5 separate regions of the Sus scrofa genome follow, and all the other regions are linked to region 3. A link is a contact called in public Hi-C, HiChIP or PLAC-seq and promoter capture Hi-C data. All regions are on one chromosome and are shown on one strand. The core of a region is the stretch at or near the end of the contact, and the rest is flanking DNA. Distances in the headings are between cores, read along the strand shown. Region 1 holds the start of CALM3 (calmodulin 3). Region 2 holds the start of PNMA8A (PNMA-like protein 1). Region 3 holds the start of CCDC9 (coiled-coil domain-containing protein 9). Region 4 holds the start of FBXO46 (F-box only protein 46). Region 5 holds the start of IRF2BP1 (interferon regulatory factor 2-binding protein 1).

Region 1 (2,700 bases), core at 28-2,527, 560 kb before region 3:
CCATATGCCACAGGTGTGGCCCTAGAAAGAAAAAAAAAAAAAAAAAAGTCTCTCTCTCTTGCATAAAATTTTGGCACTGGGGACAAAAAGGTGAGCTCTGCTCCAGAAAATCATCCAGATCTTAGGTGAGTTTGCTCCCATTGGTCTCTCCTCTAATGCCTACCAGGCTGTTCCATCAGCAGGCAAGGTGAGAGAAAGGACAGCATGCTCTCCACCCCCTTAAGGGCATGTCCAAAAGTTTCACATATCGCTTCTGCACACATCCTTTTTAACCACAATTCAATCAAATGACCGCTCACAACTGTTTCTGAGCTCCAGGAAACAGTCACAGTTAACCTTCACACTCTTTTCCTCCTATGGTTGGAACCTAGGCACAAGGAGTGCAAGAGTCAGGTGGTCTACAACACAATAAGACAGTGCAAGTCTGGGCTCCCCAGCCAAGCCAAGTACACTGGTCCAGCCTTACAGGAGGCGCTCAATTTAGGCTTAATTGAAGGCTGAATTAATGCCATATTCCCAGAGATCGTCCCGGGGTGGCCCCAGCTTCACAGACCTTGGGCCAATCAGGGGGACAGGCGTTCTGCACACCTGTAGAGTGTGTCTCAGGGTGGAGACACCTGGCCCCAACAGGTGGAAGTTCTAAGTAACCAGCTGAACCTTGTAGACCCCGCCAACTCGGAGGGTCCAGTTAGGGGCGGAGCTTCCAGGCCAGCATTTTGGATTGCACCATCTTCCATCTGTTAGAGGGGAGAGCCGAGAAAGAGCTTCTGCATCTTCCACCAGCCCTCTTACTACTCTCTGACTGCAAAGACTATGTAGTTGCTTCTCTAACAGTCACAGAGTTTTCCCCTTCGCCTCGTTACACCTCACGGCTCCACGCAGCCACACATTTCAGAATCCCCACCACCACCACACAGTGGCTCGCCCCAATTTGACGCATTGCAGGGAAGGCCGGACCAATCGGCACCGCGCTTTCATTTCCGCCATAACCCGGGCCCAATAGTGGCGCGTCTCACACAGGGACGCGTCACGCGCCGCCGTAAGGTGCCCCTCCGCCGAGGGGAAAAGTAAAGCCGCACGGGGGCGGGGCGCGCGGCGACGGAAAGTAGTCCCGCGCGGGTGCCCGCGCGGCCGGCCGTAAACACAGGTCTGCGCGAACCGAGAGCGAGAGATCCGCGGGCCCGGTGGTGCGGAGGGAGGCGCGGAGGGATCCGTGGGAGCCGCAGTGCGGCGACGCGCGTGCGGGGCGGGGCCGGGCGGGGCGGGGCGGGGCGCGCGCGGCGGCCGTTGAGGGACCGTTGGGGCGGGCGGCGGCGGCGGCGGCGCGCGCTGCGGGCAGTGAGTGTGGAGGCGCGGACGCGCGGCGGAGCTCGAGCTGCTGCAGCTGCTGCCGCCGCCGGAGGAACCTTGACCCCCGCGCTCCGGACACCCCGGGCCTCGCCATGGTGAGTGAGGCTGAGAGGCCGCCGAGGCCGGGGGCTCTGAGGCGGGCACGGAGGGGCAGGACCCCTGAGAGCGCGAGCGGACCCAGAATGGGGGAGCGTTTCGGCCCCAGCGAGCGCCTCTGGACCCCTCTCTGCTCCTCAGTCGGGGGCATTGGAACCCAGAGCGGGACATTTGGATCCCACAAGGGCTTTGGGGGTCTTCCAGAAGTATAGCATGGGGTAGTTAGACCCCAGAATGGGCACCTGAGTCCTCCAAGGGGGGCACTGGAACCCGGGATGGAGCATCTGGACCCTCAAATGGGAAGGGCTCCTGGACCCAGAATGAGGCGTTTGGTCCCCGAAGTGGGGTGTTTGAATTCCAGGGGAGCGAGGGAAGAAACGTTGGCTAGAGAAGGGGGTGATCTGTGCCCTGATAAAGGCTTTGGGTCCTGAGAGGATGCAGGGAAGGGGGATCGGAAGGAAGCCAGGCTGCTAGGGAGCTCCCCAAAAGGGGGCCGTGGATAACTGGGCCTGGGTGGGGAGGGGTGCTCCTGGGACCAGGGAGGTGGGGGTCACTCCTGCAGACCAGACCCTCGAGGGGAGAGAAGGAGGTTCTCCAGAGACATTGCAGAGGAAGAAGGAGGAGGGTGAGGTGCAAGCTTGGGGAGGAAGAGCCTAGGGTGGGTGGCGACAGAGGTTAGAAGATGCTCTGAAGTCTATGGGGACTGGAAAGGATTGGGGTCGGGAAGTGGTTAAAAGGGGATAGCGTGCTTGCCAGTGGTGCGGGGTCCGGGGGCCCTGTGGTTGATGTTGGGGGGCAGCCAGGGAAGATTCTGAGGTTACCAGTGGGTTAAGGCTGGTAAACTAGGACAGGAGGTTGGTTTTGGGGGGAGAGGAGTGGGGAGGAGTGTTGTGTTTGGGTTCACGAGGGGGTGGGTTTCCAAGGTGAGGGGTGGGCGAGCACTTTGATTTGGGTGGTGGAAGGAGATCCGCAGACATGTTGGAGCAAATGAATGGCAGCTGAGGTTGGCCTAGGTTTGAAGGTGGATGTGGGTAGCTTCCTGGAAGTTTCCAGGGCAAAGCCGGGACAAAGACTGCTCATTCTGGATGGGGGGCGGCTGGCTGCAGAGGCCAGAGAGAGTGGGTCTAGGGTCCCCTTCTCATAAGATGGGGCTGGGCAGAGGGCACCAGGCAGTGGGAGCCAGTGGGCGGAGTTGTTCCGGCCTCTATTGCGCACTGAAGCTGCATGAAATGGGGGTGGGGAAATCAAAGTTTG
Region 2 (2,700 bases), core at 27-2,526, 640 kb before region 3:
GGCAACACCGGATCTTTAACCCACTGAGGGAGACCCGGGATCAAATCTGCATCCTCATGGATACTAGTCAGCTTTGTTAACCACTGAGCTACAATGGGGATTCTTTTTTGTTTGTTTTTTGCTTTTTAGAGTTGCACTCATGGCACACGGAGGTTCCCAGTCTAGGGGTCGAATCAGAGCTACAGCTGCCGGCCTACACCACAGCCACAGCAACGAGGGACCTGAGCCTCTTCTGTGACCTCCACCACAGCTCATGGAAATGCCAGATCTCTGACCCACGGAGCAAGGCCAGGGATCAAATCGACGTCCTCACAGATGCTAGTTGGGTTTGTTCCAGGCCACATCAGAACCTCCCAATCACACAAATATTGATAATGCCCAAGTTCAGGGATGCCAGAGAGGAAGTGAAATGGATATTTGGCTCTTTGCCCCTGTAAAGGCCGAGTCCAAAATGGAATTCAAGCAACAGATTTTGGTTGACTACCTAGGCCCACTGCATCTTTCATACACGCTCGCCCTGAATTTTCAAAATTTCCGGATCCGAAAAGTTTGTATTTGTATTCCTACTGTGGAAAAGAGGAAGGAGCTCAGAGAGCTCAAATCGCTTAAATGGCACGGTTAGGAAGCTGCATTGCCAGGTGGCTGTATCCGTGAGGCCTGGACATGAAGCATGGCAACTCAAACCTAGTCATAAGGACTGCTCCATTAACAAAAGTGCTGTCTGTTAGGCAGTGATCGGAGGAAATCAGCAAAGATGAGGCACCATCCTCAGGCTTGCGGGGGTTGGGTGTGTGTGTGTGTGTGTGTGTGTGTGTGTGTGTGTGTGTGTACACATTTCTAAAGGCTTCTGGAAATCTCTGGAAAAAGGAACTGTAGCTGAAGGAGAAGGCTCACAACAAAAGCTCTGGCTTTTGTTAGAGGAACTCAGGGATTGAAGCCAGTCTTTCTCCTCGCTCTCTGACTTCTGGTGGTGCCCATGAGTCCTGCTGGCTGAACCCAACAGGAAGGTAAAAGGCCTCGTTAGCGCAGCCTCATTAGTCAACACTCCCCACCTCCCGTGCCAGACGCTACTCACATAGAGCAGGGTGGAAAGGCTGCACGCGGAGGGACAATCAGAGAACACGCCTGGATTGGTCAACAGCTGAGCAGTAAACTTCCGCCCGGCTCCCCCAGCCCAATTACGAAGCCCACGCGCAGGCCCCTTGCAATCATCGGTTGCCATGGGGACCGCGGGCCTTGCGCGCCGGGCTGCGCGGGAGCAAGTGCGAAAGTGCGCAAGCGCGCACCGCCGAATCGCCCCCCTCGGGCTCGGAGCTGCTGACTGGATGAGGCCAGATCCCTTATGACCCACTCGGGTTCGAGTTGGAACGGACGCTGGTGTCCCCGGGCCCTTGGTCCGAGCTGGCACCTTCGTGCATCAGGGTGGCCTTTCTTTGGTTTTTGGTTTTCGGCTGATTCCGGGACACGTGTGAGCAACCGGGCACGGTTTGGGGAGGAAGGCCCTGGGAAAGCGCGAGGCCTCTGCCGCCCAGCCGTGGAGGGGACCGCTGAGATCTCTGAGCCTGGCCTTGTTCCCGGGAATGTGACCCCCCGCCTCTTGTCACCTTACAGAATTGCTATTTAGGGACCGCTACAGCCCGGGTCTTCCCAGTAGACGCTTCAGTACACGTGGGATTGGAGACGTCAGGGGTCTGCAGCCATGGCGGTGACCCTTTTGGAGGACTGGTGCCGGGGCATGGATGTGGACTTCCGGAGGTCCCTGTTGGTGCATCCCGGAGGACTGTGGGCAGGCGGAAATTGAGGAGACCTTGAATGGGGTCCTCTCCCCACTGGGCCCATACTTCGTGCTCAATAAGATTTTTTTGAGAGAAGAGAATGCCAAAGCTGCCCTCATCGAGGTCGGCGAGGGCGTGAACCTGAGGGCTATACCCCGGGCATTCCCAGGAAGGGGGGGGGGGGCGTCTGGAGAGTGGTGTGTAGGGACCCCACCCAGGATGCTGAGTTTTAAAAAAACCTGAATGAATTCCTGGATGCGGAGGGGCAGCACCTGGGAGGATGTGGTCCACCTGCTGCAGCTCAACCAGCCCCGACCACCCCGCAACCAGAATCAGCCCCCGGAGAACTGGGCAGAAGCCTTGGGGGTGCTTCTAGGGGCAGTGGTGCAAGCTATCTTCTACACGGATGCCGAGCTGCGCGGAGCAGGGAGGAAGCTAGGGCTCAGGAGCTTGCTGAGGCCCCGGTGGTGGCATCCTTGGCTTCTGCAGCAGGGAGGAAGGTCAAGAAGGAGCCAGGGTGGGCTGCAGAGGTGGGCTCTGCCTCGAAAGTGGAGAAGGTGGACGACTGGAATGATGTGGAAGCTGAGGGTGACCCTCCTAAACCTTGGGTTAGAAAAGCTGGAGCTAAAATTCGCTCCAGGAGAACTAAGCAGAAAAAAACTCCCAAGCGGGAATCACTGCCCTGGAAGAAGTCTAAAGGCAGCCATTCTCGTGGCTCGGCCTCTTTGGAGGCTCCTGAGGCTGGTGATGCTGAAAATACAGAGGGTTCAGAATATGTCGGGGGCAGCAAAAAGCCCTGTGTGAAGCAGGAATCAGCTCTGAAGAAGCCAGTAGTGAAATGTGCCTGGAAGTTTCCCAGTAGCACACCGGACGATGCTGGGGCAGGAGCTGGGAGCCCTGGAGTTGCCTCTGAGTCAGACCAAGA
Region 3 (2,700 bases), core at 194-2,693:
GTAGGCTGGCGGCTAAGCTCCAATTAGACCCCAGCCTGGGAACCTCCATATGCCGCAGGAGAGGCCCTAGAAAAGGCAGAAAGAGAAAAAAAAAAAAATTGGAAGAGGAAAAAGGATGAGAAGTATGTAATTTTCAAATGGGTGGTTTTAAGGAAGGCCCCTAAGAGGAGGTGACATTTGAATAAAGAGCTAAAAATGATATAGTGAATTTGGCAGGTATTTGGGGGAATTTTAAGAGAATTAAGTTATATGCGTGGAGAAGGTCTCTGAAAGGCTGTTCCCAATAACTATGTAAGTGGCAGGTGATTGCCAGGTACTTCCCTTTTCCACGATTTAAATCACAAAATGAAATTACTGGCCACCTCAGGGAATCCAGCCTCCCACTTATGTCATCCCCTGTAAGGGTGTCCCATCACTTTTTGTTGTTGTTGTTCTTTTCTAGGGCCGCACCCACTACATATAGAGGTTCCCAGGCTAGGGGTCTAATCAGAGCTGTTGCCACCGGCCTACGCCACAGCCACAGCAACGCAGGATCTGAGCTGCATCTGCGACCTACACCACAGCTCACGGCAACGCCGGATCCTTAACCCACTGAGTGAGGCCAGGGATCGAACCCAAAACCTCATGGTTCCTAGTTGGATTCATTTCCGCTGAGCCACGACATGAACTCCACTGTCACATTTATTATCACTTGTAATAACATGTTAATTATGTTTGTTTTGGTTAATGCATGTTACCCTCTGGACTCTAGGCAATCCAGCAGATCTTTCTCTGAGCTTCTGCAATTCCTAGAATGCACCAAGCTCACTCATCACAGGACCTTAGCACAGGCTGTGTGTCCTCTGCCTGGGCGCCTAGCCCCCTCACCCTCAGCCTCTCTTCCCGTCCCTCTTGCAAGCCATCTCACACATTTTTGTTTTCTGTTATTTCACATATACTTACGTCTTCCCTCAAGAGGACAGGGATGGGGTCTGCCTTGTTCATCATTTTGACACGCCCCCTCACGCCCAATTCCCCATCCTCCCAGCACAGAGCCTGGCACTCAGTGCTGACTGATTTTTTGCTGTGTCCCCGCCACGCGGAAGTTCTGAGGCCAGGGATAGAACCTGAAGTACAGCACCGACACCACCAGATCCTTAACCTGCTAGGCCACTAGGGACACCCTCAACGCTGATTTAGAGGGTGAAGGAAGGATTCTTTCGGTTGAAAATTTTGTCTCTACAACTAATTCTAAGGTTTCATTAGCAGAAGGGTGGGGGAGCATCCACCCCCTGCACAAGCTGGTAAGTCAGGATTCCAGGTTATCATTGCCCAGGGCAGGGCGCCGATTTACTGGAACCAGGAAAGGGGAGAAACAGGAAGCAGGTAGAGGCCAGAGAGAGAAGACGCTGTCTCCTCCCCCTGGAAGGTGGTCGTTCAGGCAGAAGGCAGTACAGCAAGCTTCCGGAACACCCTTGTCGACCCGCTTATCTCACTTTGCGCCTCTACCCAGACGCGAGCGGCGCCTTTAAGGCTCCCGGAAACGAGCCAGAACAACCGGAAGTGACCCTCGTTAGTTCCCCTCTTCACGTGGTGCGGGCCGGAAGTGACGCGCGGGGCCCGGGAGCTGCCGACGCGGAGGCCGACGGAGCCGGAGTAGCGGACGCCGCGGGGTCTCCGGGACAGGTGACCCTAGGAGGGGGCCGGGAGCGCGCCCGGAGAGGGCGGGGCCTGATGCCCACGTGGGGGAGCTGGCGCGAGCGCAGGCGGGGTAGCGAGCAGCCCGCGGGGGCGGGGTCAGATACTCTGCGGGGGGCGGGGACTGGACGCCCACAAGGGAGGCTAGGGGTGGGTGCTGGCTGGGCGGAACGTCGGCGGGTGGGCAGGGCTGGGGTGGGCCAGTCTGCGGGCGGGTCCGGAGTGTAGGTGGGCAGCTGAGGGCGGGGCCCAAAAGTTGTGCCGGGGCTGGGGGCGGGGCCAATGGAAGCCAGCGGTGCGGGCGGGGCCGGGACTCCCGGCGGAAAACGCTGGGGGCGGAGCCAGAAAGTTTTTCCTGTCCTGAAAGTGGGTCCTGGAAGTCAGGGGTGGATCCAGAGGCTGATGCGACGGTGAGGGCAGGGCCAAAAAGAAGCGGGGGAGCTGTGGGCGGGGCCAGGTACTGGCTAGGAATGATGAGGGTGGAGCCGGAAAGTTTTGCAGGCGCCAGGAGCTTCCCCACAATGTGGTGAAGCTCGCCGTGGAGCTCGAACCTTGCCTTGGGGCGCGCCGGGGGCGGGGCCAAATATTGGCGCGACGAGGCGGGTGCAGAGTCCGGGGCGTGGCCAGGAGGTTGGCCGGGCAAATCGTGTAGGGACCACAAATGTTGACTCGTGAGCTGGAGGCGGGCCTGGTGTAATAACGCGAGAAGGAGGGGGCGGGCTTAGGTTGCAGCCTGGGGATCTAGGGGGCGGGGCCAGAGTGTTGGCTGGGAAAATCCGAAGCCGGGTTGAGGGGCGACAGCTTCTTGACGCGAGCGTGCGGGCGGGGTCGGAAAGTTTTGGCTTTGCCCGGGGTGGGCCGGTGGCGTTCCGACCGGCTGGAGAACGGAGCTTTTTCCCTGGAAAGCCGCAGGCGGGCCAGAAAGTTTTGACCGTGTAGAGGCGGGTACAGTATTCTCTAGGGAGGTCGCATCAGGCCCAGGAAGCCTCGCCAGTGAGTACTGGGTCTGTTTGGGGAATCTTT
Region 4 (2,700 bases), core at 155-2,654, 1.0 Mb before region 3:
TACATAGATAAATAAATAAAATTCAACCTGAAGACTGCTTTCAGTTCTCAAGTCTCTGCCCTACTCATGACACTTCAGTACCAGGAAAGGGGACTGTATTACAGAGCTGAGAGCACGGACTCTGAGCCAGGATGCCGAGGTTGGACTCCTGAGTCAACCACTCATGCTGGCTGACCTTGGAAAAGTTGCTGAACCTCTCTGTGCCTCTGCTTCCTCTCTGTAGGATGGAGACAACTTAAGGGGTGTTGTCAGAATCAAATGAGTTAATACAAACAACTACGAACAGGGCCAGGCACTTCCTAAACAATTAGTGTGAGCTGGAGTTGACTGTGGGGAACCCCTGCATGCTTCTGAGCGGGGCTGTGCCCAGATCAGTGCCAGAGTTTGAGAAAACGCCCCTGGGGCTGGGCTGAAAAAGAGGGAATCCATTAGCACCTGTGACCCAGTCACATTCCTGGAGCAGGGAACTTCCCACCAACAGCTCTGGGATGCAAGCCTCCTCTCTTCTCAGCGGCATTTTGTTCCCACGATACAGATAAGGGCACTGAGTTTCATAGAGAGGGGACACTTGCCCAGGTCGCAAAGGAATGGCAGAAGAAAAGAACTGAGTGCTGGACCGTCTGTACACATAAACCACTACACTTTTCTAAATCCCATTAGAGAAATGTGAGTGCAAAAGGTTGTCTCGATGGCCCTTTCTGGCCATATCATCCTACAGTTCTGTGACTGTCCAGTTATCGGGAGTCTCTGGCTGGGCTAAGTAAACTATCGCTACATGCAGGCCCCTAATCTCATGCTCCTCACCCCACCCACAGTCCCGGGTCCTAACCTACACACCACTCTACCATTGATTTCTCTCTTCTACCATCTCAGCTTGTCCTCCTGCCCCCAATCCGATCCAGAGGCTCCAACCCACGGCATCCACAGCTGGCCTCTCCCTCCGGAGCCTCCAGACCCCCTCATTCATCTAGCACTGACTCCTAATGCCTTTCAACATCCCCTAGGCTAAACCCCTCGAAATTGCCCCCTTCAGTGCCTCTGTCTGGACGCCCAGCCCCTTCTCCAACTCGGGACTCCTTCCTCCAGCTCTGAGCTCCCTTACAATCAATCCCAAAGCTCGACTCTCTCCCCATCTTCAAGACCCATCCCCAACCCCCATTCTTCTACTACTCTCTCCGGCTCCCATTTCTCCCAATCCCATCCCCCAAACGATCTCCCCTCATCCAGCCCCTTCTTTAGCTCCTGCCTCTTCCCTCTCGCCACCGGGTCCCAAACGCCCGCCCCAGTTCGCAAGCGCCCCTGGCCCCAGCTCAGCGTTCTCACCATCTCCCCGCGCTGCAGCTCCCTCGGCTACGCGGGTTTCCCCCACTCGCTCCTCTCCAACCTCCCCTTCCGGGTTCCCGCCCCGAAGCCCGCTGGGAATTGGAGTCCGGGAGGCCGCAGACTACAACTCCCGGAAGGCAGCACGGTCAAGCTTGGAGGTGGGGAAAGAAGCAAACTGGGCGGGCTCAGGAAAAGAATGACTCTAACTCCCGGGAGACAGAGAGCGTGTGTGCCTGGTAGCGCAGGCGCAGAGAGCGCCCACGCCAAGCCCGCTGGGAAATGGAGTGCAGTCTCCTCCATTTTGGCCCTGGGCTTTTGGAAACGGAATTGAGAAAATTTAAAAGGGGCGTTTGTGTGGGGTGGAGAGTTGGGAAAGAACCAGTTTATCGATTTACTTAAACTTATTTACGTGTTAATTAATAGCGCCTTTCTCACTTTCCCATCCATTTTTCCTCCTGGGTTGTTTTATTTTGGTTTTTTTTGGAGCCACCCCTACCCCACATGGAACTTCCCGGGCCAGGGATCGAACACATGCAGCTGCAGCGACCCGGGCGCTGCAGTGACAAGTCTGGATCCTTAACCTACTGCACCACAAGAGAACTCCCCCTGGTTTTCTTACCACCACCTAATTTACAAGTATGGGAATTAAGCCTTAGGATGGAGGAAAACCAGATGCATTAGACATTTGTGCACATCGTAGTTATAATAGAAGCTCCAAGAGGACAGGCCCCTTTGTGTATCTTGTACAAGCACCCAGGACAATGGAAATAAGTGTTGAGTAAAAATGTATTGCATGCTAATTTTATGCCAGACACTGCAGAGAACCCCAGTAAGAATTATCCCAAATATATAAAAGTTAAGGCAGAAAGATGGAGTCCCCACTGTGGCACAGCGGAAATGAATGGGACTAATATCCATGAGGATGTGTGTTCGATCCTGGTCTCGCTCAGTGGGTTAAGGATCCGGCGTTGCGGTGAGCTGTGGTGTAGGTGAGCTGTGCTGTAAGTGGTAGACGCAGCTCAGATCCCGTGTTCCTGTGGCTGTGGCAGTTGCAGCTCCAATTTACCCTTAGGCTGGGAACCTCCATATGCCGCGGGTGCGGCCCTAAAAAGAAAAAGAAAAAAAAAAAGTTAAGGCAGAAAGAGATTGAGCATATTCTCCATGGCAACACAGCAAGAAAATGATTTGAACTGAAATATTTTAGACACCAGGATCTCTACTCTCCACTAGGTTGCTAGATCGCCTCCCCTTAAGCTATGTTTTCCTGCCCATCCTCCTCATGAGCCATAAGAGTGAACTTTCTAAAAGAGAGAGTCGGCTATATTAAAGAACATAATTTCAAGCGGTGAACTGCCACTAAGGCCCGATTCCAGTGGC
Region 5 (2,700 bases), core at 15-2,514, 860 kb before region 3:
CCCAGGACCGCGCGAGCCACAGTCGGGCCTCTGGCTCGGCCTCCCCGCGGATCCAGGCCCGGCCCCCCTTCCCCGCCCCCCGGGCCCTAAGCCTTTTTCCTCACTCCCGCCTCCTCGAAAAGGCAGGCAAAGGTACGTCGGCGCCCCAGCCTGCTCCGGGCTCCGGGCCGAGGCGCACAGCTCGGGCCCCGCGATGGGCCGCGAGCGCCGCCGCCTCGGGCTCCCGCCGCTCCCGCCACCTCCGCTCCAACGGCTGCCACCGCCGCCTCCACCTCCTTCTGCCCCAGAGGCCGTTTCGCAGGGAAAGTTACATAACGCGCCGGCAAAGCCTTCTGGGAAACGTAGTCCCGCCGGGGCCGGCTCTTAAAGGGGACGGCAGGCAGCAGAGGACGGCGCGGGCTCGCCGCTGCGCGACCTTTACCACTCGTCGCCGCGGGGCAGGGAGTTTGGCTTGCTCCGAGCATTTCGAGCACAAGGGTTGGAAACAGGGATGTGATACAAATGGCGAGCGCCACGACGGACTCAAAAATTGTAGGAGGTGGACAGGCTTCCGGGCATCCAGCTTCTGTTCCGACTTGCTGTGCGGCTTTAGGCAAAAATCTTGCCTTCTCTGAAGCTCAATTCCCGCCCTTCAAAGGTGGGCCAATGACTGGCTACGGAGGCAGTCGCTCCTGGGGCGGGGCGGAGGGGTCTTGATTGGAAGGTTTCAGGACAGGGGGACGGGAAGCAGGCAACTTAAGCGTTGGGCAGGGCTGTTCACTTGGCACTTCTTCTTGCCCCAAATCTTGAATGGCAGCCTCTGATTGGAGCCAGCAACATCCGGAGAAAGGAGAGAACTGAAGTTGCCAGCCTCAGCTGCCTTATCTGCTGAAGGGAGTGGTGGGGCGCCCCCAATTCTGTTCCAGCCCTGCCAAAGCGCTCTGGTCTCCAAAGGGTTACACCGTCAGTGTCACCGCCCCCCTCCCAACTTCACTACAATTCCCAAAATGCCCTGCGGGGCCAACAAGCTGACGCACTTCCGCAGTCTGGAAGGTTGGGGGAGGCCTTCCCGATTCCCGCTGTCTGTCCTTACAGTCCCCCCCCCCCCCCCCAGCGCGCGCGCAATTTATGGAAGGTGTTTCCATGTTTTCCCAGCACCAAATTGAAAGGACCCTCACCCTGTATGGCTCATTAATGTTGAGGAAGGGAAGGAGGGCAGGGATGGCAAAGTTGGGGGTGGGGGGTGCTTAGTTTCTGGGGAGAACAAGAGCTAGACCACCCTTCTCCAACCCTGATTGCTTACTACCATCTAGGCCTATGCAGGCTATGGGGACCCCCGTGTTTTCTTCCTGGCGACCGCACCCCGCAGGGCAGGCTTGGAAGCGTGGGTATGTGGAGGGTGGAGAAGGGTCTCCAGACTCTAACCCACGTCAGCCTCTTCCCCTCTTTAGGCCTAGGTTCCTGTTAAGCGCTCAAAAATATTTTGAATTATTTGTGAGTTGCACTCATTAGTGGTTTTCAAACTAATCAGGGAATACCTGCCAACTCTCCCTTATTCCACTGCAACCATAGCAGGTCTGATTTGCAGTCTCAGCTTCACAATTTTGTTCACGACTTGTATTATTTTGACATTTTTCTTGAAGTTGATTCCCGAGAAAAAGAAGTTTATTTCTGCTCCATCCTAAGCAGTATGTGCATAATCATGGGTTGGATTTTTTTTTTTTTTTTTTTTTGGTCTTTTTGCTATTTCTTGGGCCACTCCCGTGGCATATGGAGGTTCCCAGGCTAGGGGTCGAATCGGAGCCATAGCCACCAGCCTACGCCAGAGCCACAGCAACGCGGGATCGGAGCTGCGTCTGCAACCTACACCACAGCTCACGGCAACGCCGGATCATTAACCCACTGAGCAAGGGCAGGGATCGAACCCGCAACCTTATGGTTCCTAGTCGGATTCGTCAACCACTGCGCCACGACGGGAACTCCCATAATCATGGGTTTTATGTACTATACTTTTTTGTGTGTGCTGTACACATTTTTATAAAATAAGTTAAAATTACGTATATATGGAGTTCCTGTCGTGGCTCAACAGTAACAAACCCGACTAGTATTCATAAGGATGCCAGTTCGATCCCTAGCCAGGCTCAGAGGGTTAAAGATCCGGCATTGCCACAAGTTGCAGCATAGGTTGCAGATGGGGCTCCAATCTGGCGTTGTTGCGGCATAGGGCAGTAGCTGCACCTCTGATTTGACCCCTAGCCTGGGAACTTCCACATGTTGCAGGTGCGGCCTTTAAAAAAAAAAAAAAAAGCAAAAAATAAATAAACGAACAACAAAAAAAACCTGTGTACATATAGAGCCATTAAAAAGGCCATCCATGTATCTCCTAAAATTGTCTTTGGGCCTTTTTTTTTTTTTTTTTTTTTTTTTTTTTTTTTTGGTCTTTTTGCTTTCTCTAGGGCTGCTTCCTGTGGCATATGGAGGCTAGGGATGGAACTGGTGCCATAGCAGTGACCCAAGCTACTGCAGTGATAACCCTGGATCCTTAACCAGCTTTAGTTAACAGTAGTGGGAGTAAGGAGTTTTGGCCAGATGCTGCCTTGAGATGAACTGGATTGTCACCGGACAAATTTAGGGCAAGTCTCTAAACTTCTCAGGAAAAAAATGAAGACCCCGTAGAATCTGCTTTTCATCGAGTACCTTCAGGTTAAAATGCAAACATGC

Evidence for each region. Promoter capture Hi-C pulls out the DNA fragments that hold promoters and counts their contacts. Hi-C and Micro-C count contacts between places; a contact is called where the count stands out from the background. HiChIP or PLAC-seq counts read pairs in DNA pulled down with a chosen protein or histone mark.
Region 1: a contact with region 3 is called in an H3K27ac HiChIP or PLAC-seq map of alveolar macrophages. The contact joins the promoter of CALM3 here to the promoter of CCDC9 in region 3. A contact is called at or near these places in 1 of 47 Hi-C or Micro-C datasets (retroperitoneal adipose tissue) and 1 of 2 datasets of contacts at active chromatin or transcription factors (alveolar macrophages).
Region 2: a contact with region 3 is called in a promoter capture Hi-C map of fetal liver, with 2.8 times the contacts expected there. The contact joins the promoter of PNMA8A here to the promoter of CCDC9 in region 3.
Region 4: a contact with region 3 is called in a promoter capture Hi-C map of fetal liver, with 4 times the contacts expected there. The contact joins the promoter of FBXO46 here to the promoter of CCDC9 in region 3. A contact is called at or near these places in 2 of 5 promoter capture datasets (fetal liver and liver), 1 of 47 Hi-C or Micro-C datasets (liver) and 1 of 2 datasets of contacts at active chromatin or transcription factors (skeletal muscle).
Region 5: a Hi-C map of liver shows a contact between it and region 3, with 4 times the contacts expected there. The contact joins the promoter of IRF2BP1 here to the promoter of CCDC9 in region 3. A contact is called at or near these places in 1 of 5 promoter capture datasets (liver) and 2 of 47 Hi-C or Micro-C datasets (both in liver).

Annotation. Positions count from the first base shown.
Region 1 is chr6:52,505,702-52,508,401 of Sscrofa11.1, forward strand. CALM3 (calmodulin 3) reads left to right here and starts at 1,278. Exons shown (of 6, transcript NM_001244209.1): 1 at 1,278-1,445. The coding sequence starts at 1,443.
Region 2 is chr6:52,427,943-52,430,642 of Sscrofa11.1, forward strand. PNMA8A (PNMA-like protein 1) reads left to right here and starts at 1,277. Exons shown (of 6, transcript XM_005664614.3): 1 at 1,277-1,767; 2 at 1,769-1,949; 3 at 1,952-2,044; 4 at 2,046-2,192; 5 at 2,195-2,700. The coding sequence starts at 1,700. LOC102166902 (a long non-coding RNA gene) reads right to left here and starts at 1,161. Exons shown (of 3, transcript XR_303849.3): 1 at 1,076-1,161.
Region 3 is chr6:53,063,734-53,066,433 of Sscrofa11.1, forward strand. It overlaps CCDC9 (coiled-coil domain-containing protein 9), which reads left to right and starts at 1,444. Exons shown (of 15, transcript XM_021094629.1): 1 at 1,444-1,665.
Region 4 is chr6:52,067,786-52,070,485 of Sscrofa11.1, forward strand. FBXO46 (F-box only protein 46) reads right to left here and starts at 1,405. Exons shown (of 2, transcript XM_021094574.1): 1 at 1,324-1,405.
Region 5 is chr6:52,198,946-52,201,645 of Sscrofa11.1, forward strand. IRF2BP1 (interferon regulatory factor 2-binding protein 1) reads right to left here and starts at 1,265. Exons shown (of 1, transcript XM_003127228.4): 1 at 1-1,265.